2 separate regions of the Hordeum vulgare genome follow, and region 1 is linked to region 2. Evidence: chromatin contacts called from public Hi-C data. All regions are on one chromosome and are shown on one strand. Each heading gives the region's core, a stretch centred on a gene start, on an enhancer-like site or on the middle of the called end of the contact. The rest is flanking DNA. Distances are from core to core; before and after follow the strand shown. Region 1 has its middle 80 kb from the start of LOC123403219. Region 2 has its middle 6.4 kb from the start of LOC123402833.

Region 1 (4,264 bases), core at 139-2,638, 490 kb before region 2:
GACAAATTGAACTTTTTTATATGAAGGACTCGTCCCACCTAAAAATCTCTTCCTTTTTGAAAAGGAAAGTTAAAAATCTCTTCGTGTCCTACTTGCTACTCTTTCTTTTGTGAAAAGAATATTCGATCTATTCACCGTTGATTGCAATTTTTTGTTGGTTACTTAACAAGCTAACCGCAAACATCATGACAGTACAAAAAACACAAAAAATAATAATAATAAATACATCGATGTTCGTAGACCATCTAACAACATTTTCTCCCATACAGAGCTTCAAACTGGGACATTTGAACACTTTATTGGTAATTGTTGTCGTGGGAGAATTCTTCGTAAGGACGGGTGTGCCACCATTCGCCGTGAGGGTGCTCATCCTTAGATTACCTACATTCTGCGACAGATTATTTACCTATCGCACATGTGATGATCGACTTGGGCCGGTCCATTACATAGATTTCACATTTCGGAGCCGGTGTGTTCAAAAAAAAATTTCTTTAGTTTTGTGAACTTCTAGGAGGTTCATGAACTGTTTTTTTATTTCTTTCTTATCCTTCTTCATGTTAATTTTTTATTTTCTCTCCTTTTTCCCCTTTTGTGTTTTCTTTTCTTTTTCCATTTTTCAATTTTATTCTATAAGTATTTTTCCAAAGAATGTTCATATATTTAAAAAAACTTTGTGATTTTCATCAATTGCAAAAAAATTCAAAAAATGTTTTGTTTTAAAATTTGTTGACAAATTAAAAAATGTTTGTTTTTGAAGAATTTTCCAGAATTTAAAAATGTTATCACTTTTAGAAAAAGAATTCACAAGTTCAAACATGTTCATGTTCTCAACTTTGTTTCACAAATTCAAAAAAAATATTTGGAACTTGGGAAAATGTTCACATATCCAAATAATAATTGCTTTTTTGTACATTTTGTTCCCATTTTCAAAGAACCTTCCATGTTTTAAAAAAAGTGTGGAATCTTAATAATTTCTTGTCATTTTTAATACTGTTTGAGGTTTCAAAAGTTTTTATTGTTTCGTTAGAAAATGTTTGAATTTCAAAAGTTGTTCACATATTTCATAAATTGTTTGTAGTTTCATAAACTACTTGTGTTTTTCAAAAATATTTGGCACTTCACATTTATTAAAAGAATCAAGAAATGTTTTATTTTTTTTAGAAACTACTTGTGTTTTTCAAATATGAACACTACTAGCGGCAAGTAGCACGTGTCAGGATTGCTAGGTCACTAATTTTCCAAGAATTTCACGTTGCTTACTGAAAAAACAAGTGGCTTCACACCTGGTGGGCCGACCCAGTTGTGCGCAGAGGTTGTGAGTTCCCATTCATAAGAAACATGGGGCCTCCTGTACATCGCCTTCAGCGTCAGTTACTGCAACTGGCGCTCACGCGCCATGCTACTGGGCCGGCCCAATAATCCGAGGAAGCTTCTTAAAACATACTGTAGCAGAAAAAGGTAAAAGGTTCACTCATCGTGTAGATAATCTGAGACTAGCGGGATTCGAACTCCCCACACGAGCGCTGATGGTTGTAGGTCCTATTTGACCCTTCCTTTAGTTAAAATATATACTCAATATATACTATTTTCAAAAGAAAGTATAAAGTAAGAAAATAATTCTAAGAAACAATGAAAACAGCCACAAATTTGAGAAGGAGTTTCATACAAATTGGAAAAGGTTCGTGGAAATGGAAAAGGTTCGTCGGTTTTTAAAAGAGTTCTTCATATTTGAAAAAAATAAGTTCATCAAATTTTTTAAAGTCCATCAATTTTAAAAAGTAGTCCACAAAAATTGAAAAGTGTTCATAAAAATTTGAAAAAACAGTTCATCGATTTTAAAAAAAGTTCATCATTTTTTGAAATAGTTCATTAAATTTTAAAAAGGTTCATAGATTTTGAAAATTAGTTCATCAATTTTAAAAAAAGTTCATAAAACTAAAAAAATGCCTTCAATTTTTAAAATAGTCCATCCAATTTGAAAATTTTCATTCAATTTTTAAAATAGAATACCATGAAAAAAGGATACCATGTTTGTCCCCAAACGTTTGCCTTAGTGAAGTTTAAGATGTATTAAATTGAGCAATGAAAAGTGTACTATTTGCAAGTTAGTTATCGTTAGAAAATAATTTATTTATTTATATTTTGCAGATCATATTTTTTTCACAGAATTTATTGATAAAGCTAAGAAACCCAGGGTAATAATATTTGCAAAATAAAATCATAAGAGCAACTAAAATTTATTTAGCTATAACATATATTACATTTTTATTTTTATTGTCATCTTTAATCTGTTTCAGCTTGTGCGTGTGTACCATACCAGCCAATTCCAGTTTTGAACTACCACAGACTTGTTTCATAGCTTTCAGACTACACCATCACATGTTTATCTCTCTCTCTCATCATGATGCGTACTTGCTAGTTCCTACTACTTGTAGTGCCACTCTACTCTAATGCTGCATACATCATGGGAGTCTAGAAATGTCTGGATAATGGCAAGCTACAAAAAGGCGATGAGAATCAGGTGCACGCCTAGACACTACTACTACACATGAGAGTCGCAGGCTCCCAGCACAGGGAAAAGCCTCAGCCAATCCCTGCATTAACTTTTACCTCGTTTCTTGTTTTTTGATATGAATAAAGGAATCAATCAATAAAAGACATGTGACATGTATGTTTTTAATGACTTGAGATAAACTAGCATGACATGCAGTGGTCAATTCATTGCATGCAATGATACTAATTATTTCCTCCGTCACGGTTTAGAAGGCACAGTTAAACTTGCGTGTGTTTTCAAAATAAACAAGGTTTAAGGCGTGAAAGCAATTACTCCTATTAATTAGTACTACTCCCTCCCTCCGTCTCGGTGAATAAGTCATCTTACGAAAACCAAATAATTCAAAAACACTTAGGCACGATGCATTAACTTTCACCTCGTTTCTTGTTTTTTGACATGAATAAAGGAATCAACCAATAAAAGACGTGGGGCATGTATGCTTTTAATAACTTGACATGAATAAAGGAATCAACCAATAAAACACTTAGGTTCGTTTATTCTTTCAGTTTTCCTTTTCTTTTTTGTACTTGAAGCAAAAACATTTTTCGAATTTGAAGAACAATTTTGAAAAATTGTGAACAACTTTGGAAGCACGAGCAATTTTTTAAATCACGAACATTTTTTGAATCTTTAGAACAAACATTTAAGAAGGAGAACAATTTTGAATAACCCTGAACAAACTTAAAAGCACGAACATTTTCTGAATTTTGAGAACAAATTTTGAAATGGAGAATAATTTTGAAAAATCCAGAACAAATATGGAAGCACGAGCAATTTTTAAAGCATGAACATTTTTTGCATCTTGAGAACAAAACTTTGAAACGGGTAACAATTTTGAAATAACCCGAACAAATTTGGCAGCACGGACAATTTTATAAAGCACAAATATCTTTTTAATCTTGAGAATTTTTTTGAAACCAAGAACAATTTTGAAAACTCCTAAAATTTTGGAAGCACGAACAATTTTGAAAGAACAGGAACAAGTTTATAATTCGTGAAATTTTTTTTAAAATTGTGATTGGGTTTTTCAAAATGAGAGCATTTTTGAAACACGAACATTTTTTGAAATTTCGAAACAAAAATGTGAAAATGGGATCATTTTTCAAAATGTGAACATTTTTTGAATCTGCGGAAAAAATTGAAACTGCAAAGGTTTTTCAATATTTGAACAAATTTCCAATTCTTGAACCAAATTATAAAAATGTGAAGATTTTTTGAATTGTGAACAAAATTTAAAAGATTAGGAACATATTTAGAATTCTTGAACGAAATTTTAAAATTTTGATTGGGTTTTTGAAAATGAGGGCATTTTTTAAAACATGAATATTTTTGGAATTTATAAAAAAAATTGAAAATGGGAACATTTTCCAAAACATGAACATTTTTCGAATCTAGGAACAAATTTTGAAACCGCGAAGATTTTTCAAATTGTCAAAAAAATTAAAACATGAACAAATATCAAATTCATGGAAAAAATTAGAAAAGTGTGAACATTTTTTGAATTCTGAAATTTTTTTGAAACATCAAACATTTTTTCAATTATGAGCAAATTTTATAACATGAGCAGATTTCAAATTCGTAAACAAAAATAGAAAATTGTGAATATTTTTTGAATCACAAAGAAATTTTGAAGCAGAGAACATTTTTAGAATTGTAAGAAAAATTATAAATTATGAATAATTTCTGAATCTGTGAACAAATTTTGAAACT
Region 2 (4,390 bases), core at 1,107-3,606:
AGATTGGACGAAGGAAATAACGTAGCATATATGTCTACTCCGGGAGTACAAGATCGCTGTCGCGTGGATGATATTTCGATCTATAGACTACCGTGACGACAATTCCCTGCAAGTGGCGTGAGCCTTTGAAAAAAATGGCAACGCACATGATCTCCTGAACGACATTGTTTATTCGGAAGCTCCTAAATATAGCAAACGGGGTATATTTGTCGTCATAAACAATTTGCAAACGTTCTTTGTCAGGAAAAAAAAAGCCAAAGGTCAGTAGCTACAGCGAGGAGACTATAGCCAAGTTCTAAATAGTTTTTGTAAACATAATAATTTCCGAAAATTTGGTTATTTTAAACAAGTGTTTCACAAATTCAAAAAAATAAATAAATAGAAAACACGAACACCTTGTTATATTATTGAAACTTTACAGAAATGGGATCATTATTGAAAAAATTGAATATTTTTTGAAAACACATGAACACTTTATAACTTCTCTGATGACGTAAATATTCATTGATTTTTCAAAAAAAATAAAATCAAAAGTAGAGCATTTTCTGAAAAAGACAGTATTTTCTAAAATTTTCATTTAAAAAAACTCGATCTTTTGTAGAGTTGTTCTAAAAATTAAAATAAAATAAAATTCTAAAAATTGTAAAAAAATATTGTAAACACGAATATTTTGAATTTTCCAATGGTTAAACACCTGAAGATAGCTGGTACAAGGAAAACCTCAAAAGACAGAAAGGAAAAGGAAAGAATACAAGAAAGCCAACCCAAAACCTTCTAGTAGGTTTCCAAAACCGGTAAAAACCGAACACGGAACAATCTAGAAAGTTCGCAAAAACCGGATTGGTAGAACCTATATGAGCCGACCCACCTCGCTTGACCCTATAGAATATGACAGTGCACGCGCTCGATCGAGCAGTGGAAGCCGGAACGTCTTATTTGGAGCTGTAGGCGCCATTTGCAGTTTTGGGCGCCTACAACGCGCCCTCTATAGGCTTTCTAAGCGTGGCCCAGGAAGAGATACGTTCACGAAAAAATCACGCTAAAAATTTGCGCCACGGGGAATCAATCTCATGCCACACGACCTGTCGTTGCTTGCTTAACCACTAGACCACCAGAATGCTAGTGAACAATAGCGACGCGAATTGTATTAGAACTAATGCCGCCACGCTATTTATTACACAACAATTCACTGTACCTCTTAGATTTTTTTTTTTGGAAAATGTCTATTTTGTTTAATGAAAAACAGTTCGTGAAATTTAGAAAAGAAGTTCAGAGAGTTTTCAAAAAAATCACCGATTTAAAAAAAAAATCATCACTTTTGAAAATAAGTTCATCAATTTTAAAGAAAAATACATCAACTTCGAAAAAAGTTCGTCAATTTTGGAAAAGCAAATTATTGATTTTAAAAAAGTTCATTCGATTTTGAACAAAACTTCATCCAATTTGAAAAAGTTCACCGATTTTCAAGAAAAGTTCAACGAATTTGGAAAAACGTTCATCGATTTATAAAAAACAATATCATAAATTATGAAAAAAGTACATAGGTTTTGATTTTTTTTATAGATTTTCAAAAAAGTTCATAAAATTTGAAAAAAGTTTGTGGATTATGAAAAAAGTTCATCACTTTTAAAAAAATCATCCAATTTGAAAATAAATTCACTGATTTCGAAAAGTGTTCATCTATTTTATAAAAAAAATTCATAAATTTTTGGAAGAGTTAATAAATTTTGATAAACATTTCATCTCATTAAAAAACTTTATCGGTTTTGAAAAAAGTTCAAAAAAAACTAAAAAGTGTACATCATTTGTCCAGAAATGTTCATACAACTGAAAAAAAAGCATCTTTTTTTTTTAAAATGTCATGCAATTTAGGAAAAATTTCATCGATTTTGAAATAAACTTCACGAATTTGAAAACAAACTGCTTATTTAGGAAAACAAACAAAGAAAAAAAATGGAAAACTGAAAACCAAATAAAAACGTCCTGAAAATGACGAGCAAACAAGGAATGAAAAACCTCAAATGGGATAACCATACAAAAGAAAAAGAAAAACAATCTATGGTTCGCTAATGGGTAATGTGGCGTAGTGGTTTTTGCCCTTAGCTAACAGGGGAAATGTCGTTGGTTTGAAACTTTAGCACATTGCTTTTTTCTGTTTTTTAACAGAAAGAAGAAAATGTCTATGTGCGCCGGCCAAAGCGCAACGAGTGGGGGGTGCTGTTGGTGCCGATTATCAAAAATAACCTATAACCGACGCGTGATACACTAAATAGGATTCGCCGTGGAAGCCAGCCCATGTGCTAGAGCCCATTTCATTGGGCTTTTGAAGTGCAGGGCCTGCCTAGCATGGCGATTCAACCATGGTGCACCTTTCGACAGCAACTAGCGATCATTCTCGCGAGCTGCCACATGATGCGTTCTCATTCAATCATTGTGCACCTTTCAAGAGCAAACTAGTTAGCGAGCATTCGGAGCTTGCGAGCGACCATTCTCACGCGCCTCCTCATGCAATGTTCTCAGCCGCTGTCATGTGTCGCGTTCTGAACGTTTCCTTCGTATTATGTCTTTTTTTTATCTTTTCTATGTATTTTCAGCTTTTTAGAGTGTTTTTTTCCAGTTTTTTTAGTTCCGGTTTTTCACTGTATTTCGTAACTTTTGGATGCAATTTATTTTTTCTGTTTTTTACGTAAAAAATATTGTTTTTTGTTTTTTTACGAAAGGTACAGTTTTGTTTTCGCGAGAGACACGGTCATGATTCTTGGAAAGAGAAAAAAATGTGTTTTTTGTTTTTTGTGAGAGGCACGGTTTTGCTTCCGCGAAAGGCACGGTTTTGCATTCGCGAGAGGCACGCCCGTGCCTCTCGGAAAGGGGAAAAACCGTGTTTTCTGTTTTTTTGTTAGACGCACGGTTTTGCTTCTGCGAAAGGCACGGTTCGTGCCTTTCCCGAAAGGAAGAAAACACGTTTTCTGTTTTTTTGCAAGAGACGTGGTTTTGCTTCCGCGAAAGACACGGTTTTACCTTCGCGAGAGGCACGCCCGTGCCTCTCCCGAAAAGGGAAAATAACGCGTTTTCTGCTCTCTCTCTCTCTCTCTCTCTCTCTCTCTTTTTCCACGAGAGGCACGGTTTTGCTTCCCCGAGAGGCAGGGTTTTGCCTCGTGCCTCTCGAAAAGGAAAAAAACGCATTTTTTGTTTTTTTTTTCTATCGCGTGAGGCACTATTATTTCGTTCGGGTTTTTTCTTCTGGTTTTTTCGTAAATATTTTTTTCGTCTAAACCTATCAACATGGGATCTAGTTTTGAAGATCACGACGCGAGAAAGCCAACGATGAAAATGGTTCGAGTTTTAGACGCACGGTTTAAAGATAAAATATTTCAAAAATGCAGATCTACAAAAAATAAAAAAACTCTTAGGTTGCGACAAGTGGCACGCATGCAGTGGGCCACTTGTCGCAACCTGTGAAGGTGAGAGTAATCGTTCAAAGATGTATTCGCTAACTAGTGATTTCGATACCTTCCACATGGTTTTTCACCAAAACATCAACTTTCTCTCTAAAAAAAATCAACTCTCAGTATCATCGTTATCGTCTTCTTCATACCTTTTCTCCTCATCCCTCTTGTTGGAGCAGCCAGCAACATCAGCCCATGATGCCTGCATGCATGCCTGTGTACTTCCCTGTGACTGCTGCTATACATGATACATATGTGGACTGTGGTCACGTTCAGCTCACTAGCTGGATACTCAATCCCCTGTCCATCATAAATGAGCCCGTGTGCCCGTGTCGACCGGACTCTCCTCTCCCCTCTTCTCTCCTGGTCATGGCCAGTCAATGCAAGATTTGGACATGCCATCCATCACACCAACAGTTGACCTAACAAAATCTAGCAATCAACACGGTCTACAACCAACCAGTACGTGCATGCTGGACTGCCCAACCGTTCTGCACGATCAATACGATTGATTGCTGATTTAGAAACGAAATCAAGCATTCAGTCTAGTTATGCACGCCATGTGCATGCATGCATGTCTTCCTTTTTTATTAGAGAAAAAGGATTGCTCCATGTGTAACCAAGCCTTAGAGTTGACTGTCAACTAGAAGCACCTAGCATGTGGACAACCCTCACATGCCCGTACATGGCTCGATGTAAACATCAATGTGTGAGGTTGTGAGCTGAACAGTGAACACTAGTAGTACTTGCTGCAGGCTCAACACAGTCACACACACAAATAGTGGGGCGAGACATACACCCCGCATCCCCCTCTCGTCGCTCCCACGGGCGACCGAGGGGGCAACCCTAGCCGCGGGCGCCTAGGTCCCCACCTCCCCCTCTCCTCCCCTCACCGACGCCGGTCCGCGTCATCGGGCGAAGCCCGATAGGTGCTGGCGGCGGCG

Evidence for each region. A called contact is a pair of places that touch in the nucleus more often than the background predicts.
Region 1: a contact with region 2 is called in a Hi-C map of seedling, with 4 times the contacts expected there. The contact joins two enhancer-like sites. A contact is called at or near these places in 2 of 6 Hi-C or Micro-C datasets (leaf and seedling).

What each region holds. Positions count from the first base shown.
Region 1 is chr6H:535,724,020-535,728,283 of MorexV3_pseudomolecules_assembly, reverse strand. No RefSeq gene overlaps it. Among protein-coding and RNA genes, the nearest start is that of LOC123403219, 80 kb to the left of the region's middle. Within about 2 kb of position 1,388, at least 3 of the 3 cell types and tissues checked have open chromatin away from gene starts, as enhancers often do. A contact at or near this core is called in seedling, where this site is marked.
Region 2 is chr6H:535,235,092-535,239,481 of MorexV3_pseudomolecules_assembly, reverse strand. No RefSeq gene overlaps it. Among protein-coding and RNA genes, the nearest start is that of LOC123402833, 6.4 kb to the right of the region's middle. Within about 2 kb of position 2,356, at least 2 of the 3 cell types and tissues checked have open chromatin away from gene starts, as enhancers often do. A contact at or near this core is called in seedling, where this site is marked.